Linked DNA regions of Mus musculus: region 1 is linked to region 2. Evidence: chromatin contacts called from public HiChIP or PLAC-seq data. All regions are on one chromosome and are shown on one strand. The core of a region is the stretch at or near the end of the contact, and the rest is flanking DNA. Distances in the headings are between cores, read along the strand shown. Region 1 overlaps Esrrg (estrogen-related receptor gamma). Region 2 overlaps Gm37896 (a long non-coding RNA gene).

Evidence for each region. HiChIP or PLAC-seq counts read pairs in DNA pulled down with a chosen protein or histone mark.
Region 1: an H3K4me3 HiChIP or PLAC-seq map of the SCID.adh cell line shows a contact between it and region 2, with 8 read pairs. The contact joins two enhancer-like sites.

The regions. Positions count from the first base shown.
Region 1 is chr1:188,051,068-188,057,379 of GRCm38.p6, forward strand. All of the region lies in intron 2 of Esrrg (estrogen-related receptor gamma), which reads left to right. Among named protein-coding and RNA genes, the nearest start is that of Gm51738, 36 kb to the left of the region's middle. Within about 2 kb of position 1,849, at least 5 of the 459 cell types and tissues checked have an H3K27ac peak or open chromatin away from gene starts, as enhancers often do. A contact at or near this core is called in the SCID.adh cell line, where this site is marked.
Region 2 is chr1:187,459,318-187,466,321 of GRCm38.p6, forward strand. It overlaps Gm37896 (a long non-coding RNA gene), which reads left to right. Exons shown (of 3, transcript XR_865841.3): 2 at 90-2,340; 3 at 3,275-3,464. Among named protein-coding and RNA genes, the nearest start is that of Gm37896, 15 kb to the left of the region's middle. Within about 2 kb of position 4,909, at least 1 of the 459 cell types and tissues checked has an H3K27ac peak or open chromatin away from gene starts, as enhancers often do. A contact at or near this core is called in the SCID.adh cell line, where this site is marked.

The DNA.
Region 1 (6,312 bases), core at 599-3,098, 590 kb after region 2:
TGCTCATGCCTCAGCCTCCTGAGTGTAAGCAGTACAACAGCACTATGCCCCATGCATGGTCAGCTTGATCCTCCTGAGTGTAAGCAGTACAACAGCACTATGCCCCATGCATGGTCAGCTTGATCCTCCTGAGTGTAAGCAGTACAACAGCACTATGCCCCATGCGTGGTCAGCTTGATTAGGGCTGGCAAATAAAAACTCAAAGATCCTTACTGTGTTTTTTCCTCTCTGGTTTTACAATAGAAACCCCCCATCCAGAGGCAGGAACACATAGTATTGTCTGTGTGTATTTTAGGAATATGGTATACACACTGCAGTGCTGAAAGGCACTTGAATGTGTGTATCATTGTGATGCCTAGTTTTCAGAGCGTCTGCTCCAGTTGGGAGTCAGTTGATCAGAACTCCGTTGTGTGGGGTGTGAGGGATTCAGAGAGGGACTTCTAAAAATCACGAGTGACACATTTACTTCATTCTGTGGTATTAGTGACTGAACCCAAGGGTCTTGGCCCTTTGGAGGCAAATGTAAGATGAGCTACACTCCCAGCTGCCTTGAAACTCCTAGTACCTCATTTAATGGCCGGCTGTACACACACTGTGAAATTATGCAAGCGGAATTAACCTTCTGAGTAATCTCTCTGCAGCGTATCCAGGCCCATGTTCCACCACTGTGTCACTTCAGAGTGTTTAGGGAGAAATGAGAAGATAGAATGTGATACCCCCTGTATTATTATTTTATTTTTCAGTTATCGTAGAGTAAGGAAGTATATAGTTCAGTGGTAGAGCAGTTCCCTGTGATACACAACGTCACACCTCCCGTCCCCAGCACTAACATGAGCAATGATACACGACGTCACACCTCCGTCCCCAGCACTAACATGAGCAATGATACACGACGTCACACCTCCGTCCCCAGCACTAACATGAGCAATCATGTGAAGGGCTTTGGCTGGGACTCATTTGGCATTCATGATCTTCTGGGCACCACACAGAATCCAGGCATCGAGGCACATGCATTGTAACCCTAGCACTCTGAAGGTGGAGGCAGGAGGATCAGAAGTTCCTCGCCCGTGCAGCGATGATCAGGCCAGCCTGGGATATGTCAGACTTTGTCTCCAAAACAAAAGCACTGTACCATAATTGCAGCAACACCGGCACAGTAGCCATAACTTAAAAATAATAATAATAATATGGCTTTTAGTCATGCCTAAAAGCGTGCTGCATACTTTGTATTGTAAATGAGACTCTAATATAGGTAAATGGAAGCACTCTCTCTATTAGTGCCCTTGAAACAGGGCCTATGTTACTGAACCTAGAAAAAAAATAAAGCTGTCACTAGTAATAAATTATCTTTACATATGCATATGGGCTCTGGGAATCAAACCCAGGTCCTCCATAAAAACAGCACAGGCTCTTAACCGCTGAGCTGGCTGTCCCTCCGGCCTTTTTTATTTATGTTTTTGTTGTTAAATATGTACAAATGTGCATCCGCAGCACTCTCATTCATTCTTGTGAACTTTCTTTAACCAAATCTCTGGTTAGAAACTCTGATCAAGTTCTGGGCCTGGAGCTACCAGGCGATTTGTTTCCTTCCCTAACCCTATCTTCTTCCATGCCCTGCCTGTGAGACTCTCTCCCTGGGAGGAAGCAGCCGTTCTCTTTCTCGTTTATGCTAAAGCTCCTCCAGAGCTCTGCTACTTTAGCCTGGTGCAGCCCCACCTGACTCCAACTCTCAGGGACTTCGTGGCTCACTTCAATCCTGGCCAGTTTGCCAAGTAGAATTTTTGTCCTGGTATTAGGCTTTCTCAGGGAGTGAGGTGATCTGATACTTTGCCTGCAGTTGAGTGGACTTTCCCCTAGCATCTGCCGCTGTAATCAGTATTATCTGGTGATAGTGGTGGCTGCTGAGGCTGAGTTGATTGTTTGATTACTTGATAAACTCAAACAAAGGAACCAGTACCTTTGTTGACAAGGGGAGAGCTCTCCTTGACCTCCCTTGATTAGAAAACAAGTCTTTTTAAAAATGTATTATCATTGGGTTCTTTGAGGCAAAATTTCACACCTAGCCTGATTTTGAACTTGCAGAAATCCCTCTGCCTCAACGCTCAGCCTCCTGAGAAGTTTATAGGCACATTATTTCCAGAGTTTTTTTGTTTGTTTGTCTTCGTTTTTAAGACAAAGGTTTGCTGAGTAGCTTTGAACTTGTAGCGATATCTCCGTCCCCACCAGAGCCTGCTTGACTCGTCCTAACTAATTAGACCTCTGAGAAGAAGCTTCAGCACACATTAAGTGCTGTAGGGTAAAGCTTTATGCTCTGTAGCTTGAAGACGCTTGCTTTTCTAGAATGACACAATTCTTTCTTCCACAAAGCCAAACTTAGCTATAGATAAGTGGAGTTGGAGCAGATTAGAGTGTCCACTAGAAGGAAAGAGAAAGAATTCATGGGAATAGGGTTGTCAGGTGCTCCGGCTGGTTGGGGTGACTTTCTGGTGATCAATGAAAAGATTTGGGTTAATGCGAGTCTGGAGACCCAGAAGAAAGCAAACATACTCTGTTAAAAGTTCAAGTCCAGGGCTGAGGGCATGGCTCAGTGGTGGAATTCTTTCCTCCTAAATGTGAGATCTTGAGTTTTATCCTGAGCACAGTCAGTCAATAGGTCAATCAATTGACCAATCAATCACACTAATCAATCAATCAATCAATCAATCAATCAATTGGAAACAGATACATTTTGGAGCATAGGGAGGGTTGTTCTCCTTCCTTGGTAGAGCCTAGAGTCACAGAAAAGTCTTCTGATTTATTACTTAATAAACCTAAATAGCTTCTTAGGACTTAAAGGTTATCAGTCACTTTCTTGTGAACTGAATTAATCCATTTTCAGTCATTATGATGGGATACCTAAAGTTCTGGTCACTGGTGTTCACTTAGACATTCTAAAGGCAACATTTGGTGAGGGATTCTGGTGAAGAATTTGGAGCTTACATCCGGGTACATTTGTTTGCTTGGTACTAGAGATTAAATCTGGGCCCTTGGATACTCATGGTTTTCCATGGAGTCCACCCTCATTCTCTAAGATTGTTATTAGTAGATATGATATTGAAACTTAGTTTTAGTTATGGTTAAAAACAGGAGTTTGGAACCTTAGCCACTTTAATTGTACAAAGTGAAGGTGTCAACTGTGTTCATGTGGCCAAGTACAAGATCATTAGAGTTTTAGCTGTGACCCTGGCACTCTCCCTCGACACAACTCCCTTTTCTTCCTGCCCCCAGCCCTGGGCAGCTGCACTCACAGAACCATAACATAATGGATAGCCAGCAGGACCATGCAATATTATTGATTTGGTGCTAAGGAAGGAATGCAGGGCCTTGCAGATGGCAGGCAAGTGTTCTACCCTTGACTAAATCCGAAGCCACAGTGTTTATCTTTTTCTGTGGCTGACACTTCGTCTAAAATCCTCAACGTCCATCCATGGTATGTTGTCGTGTATTCCAGAACATCCTTTTGAAAACTAAATAACAATGCATTGTGTATATGAGACTTAAAAAAACAAAACAAAACAAAACTCCATTCATCTCCTGATGGACATTTAAGATGTATCCACCTTCTGGCTACTTAAGTAATGAGTATGCAGTTGGGTATGCAAATGGCATGTTCTGATCTGAAGGCTGAGACAAGAGGATGCAAATGTTCGATGCCTACCTGGCTGCATAGCTTCTCCCAGGTCACCCTGGGCAAATTAAGCAGATCCTGTACCAAGAAGGAGGATGTAGAATAGTCATAGCACACCTGTCTGACATCTGTAAGACTCTGACTTGATCCCTAATTCCATCCCAACCCCACTTACCCATGTGTTTTTAATTGGTTCGAATATATACCATTGACTGGAATGGCTAACTCAGCTATAACTATTTTTTTTGTGTTTTTTTTTTTTTTTTTTTTTTTGAGGAATAACTTTACTGTTTTCTACGCCACTGTAACCCCTCCTGCCCCCACATCCTCTTGAGTTTTTGTCATCCCTTGTTTTATTTTATTATTTTTTTATTGTCTTTCCTAGTGACTTTGATGTGATTGTTTAAATATTGGTTTTAGGAATTTCCCATGTGCCCTAATCTAAAGTTGGGTTTATTGCTGTTGTCTTATACCTCTTTGGATTTACTCATAGGTAATCACATAAGAACGCAGTCTACCTAGTTTTGTTTGGTTTTCTAAGTTCAGTACAATGCTTTTATACCAGTTGTCAATGGTGTATCCACCGACTTGTAATAGTACTACTATAGTAAAATAAGTTACAGGTGATGACGTGTCACATGACATGGTTGCCAGGAACTTAACTCAGGTCAGGTTCTGCAAGAGCAGAATGTGCTCTTAACTGGAGCCATGTGTCCACTGTTGTCAATACTGAAAATACTAGTTTTTTTACTATGAGCTTATGCTGTTTTAATGACTCTCATAACCTTACTTATCACCCCAGGACAGTACCATCACTATATACTTTTCTGGCTGCAAAAACTGAAGTGTCGGGAACAAGTGGCCCTCAGCAACCAGCACCCATAGTTCTGGCTCTGACTTGTCCATGTTAAAGGTCTTTAAAGCATTGGGTAATTTAAGACTGTATTTTTCTTTGAGAGATTGTAGTCACTGAGCAATTTTTCCCCCATTAAATTGTTAAAATAAAATGAAAGTCTGGAATTAAGAATAGTACAAAAGCTGTGATTAGATAATACGAAGGTTTAGAAAGGAGACAGTCAGGCTTAAGGCTTAAAACTACCCACTTCTTTATCATTCATTCCCAGAAATCCCTCAAGTTTAAAGCAGAGAGCTCAACCCAGCCCTGTCGCCACTGGGCTTTCTGTCTGTCACCTGGCTTGGCTAGACCCAGGCTGACAATGAAATATGTGTCCATGTGTGCTCACTCACACTTGCACAAACATATACAATGCACTCATACACTCACACACAAACATTCTCACACACTTACACACATACACACATGCACACACACAGACAAGCATGTGCGTGCTCACTCACACACACCCTTTAGTTTCCAAGGGAGAGACTGGTTTCACTTTCAGTTTGTTTGGTATTTTAGACAGGGACTTACTCAGGCCCATGCTGGCCTGGAATGTGGCATAATAGCTCCGCCTCAGCCTCTCTAGTACTGGGATTACAGGGCCAAGACTCCAGACTGGATCTCCTCAGGCATTTTGTTGTTGGCTGGTATTTATTGATGTATTTATTGGTATGTGTGTATATGTGTGTCTGTCTGTCTGTGTCTTTGCATGTGTATCTGTTTAGCTGTATGTGGGCATGTGTGTACATGTGTGCCTGTTTGTGCATATGTATGTGTTTCTGTCTGTCTACGTGTGTCTTTGCATATGCGTCTGTCGATACTTGCATGTGTGTATGTCTGGTATGTGTATCTGTGTTTGTGTCTATTTGTGTGTATGTATATGTGGATATGTGCCTCTGTGTGTATGTATGTGTGTCTCTGTGTGTGTGTATGTGCTTAAGCTACATACATATATAGAGGTCAGTAGACAACTTTTAGGAATTGTTTCTCCACAACATGGGAGTTTCTAGGCATGAAACTCAGCTTATCAGGCTTAGCAGCACGACCCTCCCACTGAGCCTTCTGGATGGCCCTCTCCTCAGCTCAGAACTGGTGTTTTTGTCTCTCTTGTTTTCTAATAATAAATATTAGAAGAAGGAGAAGGATGTTCAATTCTCATTATAATAGAAAATTTCCATTCTATGGCATCCAATCAGGTCTTATGTTTGGCTTATCTAGCTATTTTATGGAAGAACATTTTAATGTACTTCTATCAATTCACACCTGAGGAGTACCCTATAGCTAGGCTGACCTTGAACTCAGTGTATGGCTGAAGGATGACCTCTTAACTTCTGATTCTTTGGCCTTTACCTCCCAACAGTGGGACTATAGGTATATCCCAACAGACCTTCTTTATACAGTACCAGGATGTAGCTCAGGGCCAAGTAAGCACCTTCCAACTGAGCTACACCCTGGGCCTGCAGTTTAGCTGTTAGAGCTTAAATTCTGAACATTCCTTCCCGGCGAATCTGAGCATATCCCACATTGTGTTCTAATGAGCACTCTATGTGCCTGCCCTATTCACTTGGCTTCCATTTGAGGAAGACCAGAGAGCACATGAGAGCACATGCCCATATATATTTACCACTTCCATTACTGAATTTAGATTTTGCTGATTGAGCCATTCCTCCTGTGTCCATCTCTGGATACTGGGATCACTGGAAGGCATCTCCATACCTGAATACGAGGGATGTGAAATTGGTTC
Region 2 (7,004 bases), core at 3,659-6,158:
TCTCCATCCCATGGGATGGGTTCCTGGCCTGAAGAAAAGAAGAATGTGAGCTGATTAAAATTTTTTCTCTCTCTGCCTCTTGATTGTAGATGTGTAATCAGCCATCAGCCTGCTGCCATTTTTCACCAAGATGGACTATATCCTTGAACTGTGAGCCAAGGTGGTCCTTTCCTTCTCAAGTTGCTTCAGTCAGGTTTCCTTGCTATATACAGTCACTAAAGGGTTGTCTTTTTTTTTTAAGCCCCTGAGCATTTTCCTTAGACTCTTTTTGTGCAGTATTACCAACACATATAAAGGGCTAAGATTAATAGCCAACTTTAGCTGAGATCCTAAGGTTTGCAAAATAATGAACAATACACCTAACTTCCACCTACAGTAAGTTCCTTATTCTGGTCAAGTTATTGTATTGTTATACACTTGTGCCTATTAAGAATACTTCCTTCCAGTCTTTGTCATAGCAAGATACTCAAAGCTCCAGGTGATGGAACATAGCTAATCATGGCAATCATGCTGCTGGGTTTCCTAGACTCCCTTGCAGCTAGAAATGACACAGTGAGAATTGTGCTTGGAAGGATTCTGTTTCCCTCACAAAAGATGTCGCTGAATGACTTGGCTCTGTTTTTCTAATTAGCTTCATTCTATGTTAGATACTGGCATATACCTGAGTCTGAAAAATAATATTGGAATAGTGAGAAACAGCAGTCAGTGGAAAAGGAAAGATATAAGCTCTACTATTATTGAGTTATTGAAACACCACTAGAAGCTGATTAATTCTTAAATAAGAAAGATATGCTCTTATAAGTCAGGGCTTCCTTACTTTAATCCACTCACACTCTCATAGAATAACAGCTGTCCTGCCACTAAGTTCTTTCCTATGGCTTCTAGTTTTGCTTCCATGCACTCCAATATGATTTTGTCCCTTCTGGCCCATACTATGAAGGAAAATGACAGATAATGAGTTAATGTGACTCTCGATGTAGAGGAGACAAACACCTGGTCATTTTTGTCTCTAAATCTGGCTTCATAAATAGCTTAGTTGAAGGAAAACTGGGTTTACCTTCTGTAAATTTAAGAATGGCCGCCATGCACCTACCTGGCACTGCATTGCTGTTTTCTAGTCCAGATTTAATGACTTTCCCTGCAATTAAGCAAGTTCACATTTGGAGGCCGAGTCTTCATCAAGGAAGACCTCTCCCTTGAAAACTCCTAGGTTCTCAGAATGGATTTTCTCTTTCTTAAAATTACAAAATGTGGGTTCAGAAATAGCCTTGGAAGTCATCTAGGTCAATCTCACACTTTACATAAATTAAAATTCAAATCAGGCTACCTGTTCTTTAAAAAATGCCTGGAAGGGAGATATCACAGTTGTCGTTGGCAGGATTTGATCAAACTTGCAGCCAGTAGTCTTCTACTTGGCCTAATTGAACCACCTTAATTCAATTAAAAACATAAAAATAGAAAAGGAATGGGGAAAAATCCAGAGTGCTGTTTATTTTTTTCAAAATAATATTTGATGGACCTGCAGATAATGAACAATTCTATCAGTTTGCTTCTCTTTCTGTGATGGAACGCATCCAAATAAGAATTTTACTAGAATCTTCATTTCCCGTCTTTCCAGTTTCTTCTTTTAGAGTTAAATTCAGGGAGTGTGGTAAGGCTTGGCCTTACCCTCTGGGGTACTCATTTTAATGTCCTTCTTATCTCATCTGTGGCCCTTTCTCTTCCTCACGGCCACACGTACATGAGCAGATGTCTTGCTTGGTCTTTAGCAACACCCAGCTCACCCAACCCTCAAGGAGAGGAAGCAGGTCCCACTGCAAGTCCAAATACTCCCTGTGGCTGCCACACTCTGCCTTCGTCTGGGTTGAGCTCCTCTCCTTTAATGACTTCCTTGGCTATTTGGCCTACTCTCTTAAAACTAGATATTTAAAGATTGTTACAATCCAAACTAGACATGGGGCTGAACTCCGAAGAAAGTATAAGCACAATAATTTGTTTCCTTTTTCTGATTTTACAGTATTTTCCCCCATCAGTCCCTGTGCTCCCATTCACTGGCCTTGGTGTAGTCAGAGAGGAAGAGAACCTAAAAGTAGGCCTCTTTTCAGAATTCAGTGGAAGGTGAGCCAGTGGTATGATCGGGACCCCCCCCCCCCCTTTCTGGGTCTGTCTGTCTGTATCTGTCTCTTTTGCCTCCACTCCCCATGATCTGCTGTATCTTCAGAGACTTTTATGACCTCAGCCTTTGAAGAGGAGAGCTGCATCCAGGGATAGCTGGCCACTGCTCTCTGAGCCACAGCACCATGCTACCATGCTACCATCCTCTGTTATTCCCAGACCAAGGTAAGAAAAGAGTTGGTGGAAAGTATGAGCTTGATCTCAAGGCCCCATAGGAAATTCTTCCTAAGAATGTAGACTGAGTTCCCTTTGTGTCTAGCAGAACAAGAAGAATACTCTAGCCATTTGTCTAAGAATAATATTATTTTAAATATTATATTCTCCAAACCCGCCTATGGTCTAGGCCTCTGTTATCCCTTCTCTTGGCTTATGCTACCCCCCCCCCCTTTATAAACTCCCCAGTGCCTATGACAGAGAAAGCAGCACAGCTCACTGCTGTTTATCGTTTCTGTTTTCCTTCTCCTAGAACTACTTTATGATAGTATACACAAGGATTTCCACAACCTTATTAATATAACATTTATTGTTAGTCCCTTGAGCCACCACAGAGGCATAAATTATCTGCTTGCAGGGTTTATTCTCACCTTCCCTGACTCAGATTCTCAACACCCTGCCTAACACTTACAAAAGAAAAATTGCTTTTTTTTTTTTTTTCAAATTAAATCCTGAGATGGAAGGAAGGAATAGTGGACAAAGAGGTTATTGGTAATCCATGAAAACTTTTCCATGAAAACTTCTGGCATATTCATCCTGTGTTCCACTTTTAAGTTTCTCATGAAGTTTCTTAAAACACAGACTTTAATTAAAGTGAAAAGTTCAGGAGACCAGCTGTCTACTTTCACGTGGTCTTTTGAGAAATATTTGGCCTACAAATATATGTGGCACATAATGTTTTAAGATTGAGTTACTCATTTATGGAATAAAATAATTTTTAATATTAACACTGTCCATTCGGGGAGGCAATTGATATGTGAGTTAAAAGGCCTTATCTATGAGGGACCCTGCCTTAAAATAGCAACAAAAATATTTTTTCCAGGTGTATCCTGAAGATACTAATAGGATTTATGTATTACTTAAACAATGTTATTCTTCTCAAAAGAATATACCAGATAGAAGAAGGAGAAGAAGGAGAAGAAGGAGAAGAAGGAGAAGGAGAAGGAGAAGGAGAAGGAACAAAGAAACAAAGAAAGCAGAATTGGAAGATTTCACTTAGAAATATGTTGTTGGCTTAAATTGGAAAAACTCAAACTCCAAAGACAGATGTTGAATTAAAAATTTTTTTCCGATTAGTACCGATTCTGCACTATTTGAAATTAGTTATTCACCTAACCAATGCTCTTGGCTCCAGCCCTAGGATCAGAATTTGAATTTGCTCTAAGCATGTGCAGTTCCACAGATCCAGGTATGGATGTCAGACAAGCTTCAGCTTAGCTCTTCCCTTCTTATGGTGCGATCAAGCATTTAGTCTCTTGAAACGTTCAACTAGTGGGCAGAGAGATGCCTCACGGGTAATGTGTTGCTGTGCAGTGTGAAGACCTGGGGTCAGAGCTTGTGTAGATCAGGATGAGTCACTATGCCTCTGCAATCCAGGCTACACACATGCACACACACATGCACATGCACACACCAACCAGTACAAAGCCAAGAAAGCAACGATATTTATTAGGTATAAGCATGCCTGAGTAGCCTGTGGTGTGGCAACTGTTAGTTGCTTCTGAAGGACAGGAACATTCTTGTGTGTGTGTCAGGTAACCTTGGCCACACACCTCGGTCCTCCAAAGATCCACATCATGTCACAACTAAGTGTTGGCAGTAATTTCTTGCACCTCACAGGACCAGAATCAAACCTATGTAAGTTTGATAAAACATCAGAGACACCATAACTCATGTCCTGTTGCTCCAAGGAAGGAACTTACTATTTCTGCTTTGCAAAAGATGTTGTCTTTGGTTTCTGCAGACATTTTTTTCCCCCTGAGACAGGGTTTCTCTGTATATCCCAGGCAATCCTGGAACTCACTCTGTAGACCAGGCTGGCCTTGAACTCAGAAATCCACCTGCCTCTGCCTCCCAAGTGCAAGAATTGAAGGCATGCGCCAACTCTGCCCCGGTTCTCCAGCCCTTTTAAAGAATGAGTTATATTACTTTGTTACATGCTCTACAATCCAGAAGATGCCCCGCCACACTTACTTCCTTTTCATCTTAATTATTCTGCTTCTGCTTTAATCTGATTGTGTTGGTTGTTTCATTTTCTCCTTGCTATGGTTTGAATGTTGAAATGTCTCACACAGAGTCAGGGAGCGATGGCTCAGTGAGTAAAGGGACTTGCATGTGGGTCTGATAAGTCTTCAGTCTGGATCCCAGAAGGAGACAGGAGAGAAGCTGTTCCAGAGAGTTGTACTTCGACCTTTCCATGCAGTCTGCCCCCTTCCTGGTAAATAGATAGATAGATAGATAGATAGATAGATAGATAGATAGATAGATAAATAAAACTTGCACTATCCCACAGTACTTGTCTCACGTACTTGTCCATAGCTGGTAGCAGTTTGGGAAGCTATAGACCTCTGAGAAGTGAAGTCTCACAGGAGGAAGAGAGTCACTGGGGATAGAGTTGAGGTTTTTAGGCCAGCCCAGATCCCTGTCTACTTTCTTCTTCTTCATTCCCCAAGATGTGAGCAAGCAACCTCAGGGTTCTGCTGCCTCAGGTGGGAGCCACTCCTGCTGCTGTGCTTTCCCCATCATGGTGGACTATACCCTCAAACTGTGAGACAAAAACCTAAACTAAACCAAAAATAAAACTACCGAAAAACCGAAAAACTCTTCTTCCCTTGACTTTCAACTTGTTAGATGTTAGGTCATGGCAGGCAACAAGAACAGAACCTGACACAGTCCTCCTTTTGAAGATATTTAAGATAATCAGTCCACCCCAAGAATTACCTGACAGATCTAGATGGAGTTCTAACATGGCAAGAAGTATGAGAAATGGCTGACTTTGTAATGACCATTGACATGGAATGACCATTGCTCATTACATGCTAGCAAATATCAAAGGCCCCAGACATTGGATGGGTTGGTAACATTTACCCAGCTTACAAAGGACAGAATGAAGACCCACACAGAACAGATCAGTCCTTGAGTTTCACTTTGCCCGAATTGGCCTACCTTACTGCCTCTAATCAATCAATCTTTCAAATTTCCTCACTGTCATTTCCATGTCTACAACTTCAAGGAGCCCACATGAGTGAAGTAACAGGATTGTGCCAGAGTGTCTTCCCACTTCCAAGAAGCATTCAGATAGGAAGCCAAGTGTTCCTGAGAATTCTTTTCTACACATCTCCACAAAGTTGTTACTGGGAAAGGGCCATAACTAGCATACACATCTCAATTTCCCTAGTTAACAACAGCTTGGGAATGGGCAGTAACCTGAGTGCTTTGCATACATAAAGCCTTAGATTTGATCTCTAGAATTGCATGCCTGTAATCCCAGCTTTTGGGAGGTGGAGGCTGGAAGATATCGAGGTCAGAGCCATCCTCAGCTACACAGTTCAAGGCCAGCCTGGGCTACATGAGACCCTGTTTCAAAAATAAACAACACCCCCCCCCAAAGAAAACTAAGTTAATTAGAATATGATTAATAACAATTACTATAATTGTTTAATAAGTTACTTAATTCAACATATATTAATACAGTTACTTAAGTTAATTAGCATATGGCTATAAGTAGCAGATACAGATTTTAGTTGGGTGTACCTTATGAAGCATTATTTTTTTCAGCATAGTATTTTTATTGATTCTTTGGGAATTGCATATCATACTTCTTGATTACACTCACTTCCCAGTCCTTCCATGACCCCTCTCCATCTTTGTGATCCCCCAAGCCCCAAAGTTCAATTTGTGTTATTTATATACTCACCGGAGCATGGTCAAACTCTCAGTGTCTGCCCCTCAAATAGAGCAGAGTTCCCTTCCTGTGTCTCACACCCAGAAGCCAATCATTGTGGTGAGCTACACTTCAGCATCCCTATCACACCCCTATCCCTACTCTTTTTTGGTGGCTTCCTGCCTAGGCTATTACTTTTGGGGGAGGTAGGTGTTGCCACAGAAGCCTTCCATGATCCTCCCTCCTAACTGTGCATCTGCAGTCATGTGTATCACAGCAAACATGGTCTGTACTGCAGCACAGTTAGCGGGAGCACGGGTCATGGGCTTTCACATGGCTTCTGGCTGCAGCACAGACCACGGACATCCTCATGGCCTCTGGTGGTGACATGGGCTGCACATCAACACAGATCCCAGCTTCAATTGGACCACAGACCCAGGACCACAGACCCAGACATGGTCATTGTTCTGGGTCTGAGCGTGTGTCTGCATAAGCTCTCAGGTCCTGCACACTGCCCCCGCCAACCACACAGGGCAGATCACCTCAGCCCTCGCTCACACCTGACACCATGATCATGTCTCTGGCTCCACCTCTCTCTCTCCACAGCACATGCACAGCTCCACTCTTCCATTTTCCACTCTCCTCACACATTCGTTCTTGAGTGGTTTCTGCCAGGCACAATCCCCTGCATCTCCTGCCCATGTGAGCGAAAGGTGGGATCCCGGTCACCCTGGATAGCTTCCAAGTGTTCTTAGATACTAGTTATTTATCACTTATGTGATTTGAAAATATTTTCTCTCTTTCTCAGTCTGGGGCTTACCTTTTTATTTTTCTTAACTGGTCTTTCAGTAGAAGTTTTACTTTTTAAGGGGTCAATTTAGATTTTTTCTTCTGTTGTGGATTATGATTTTTGATTTAGATTTTTAAATTCAACACACAACCAATCTATATT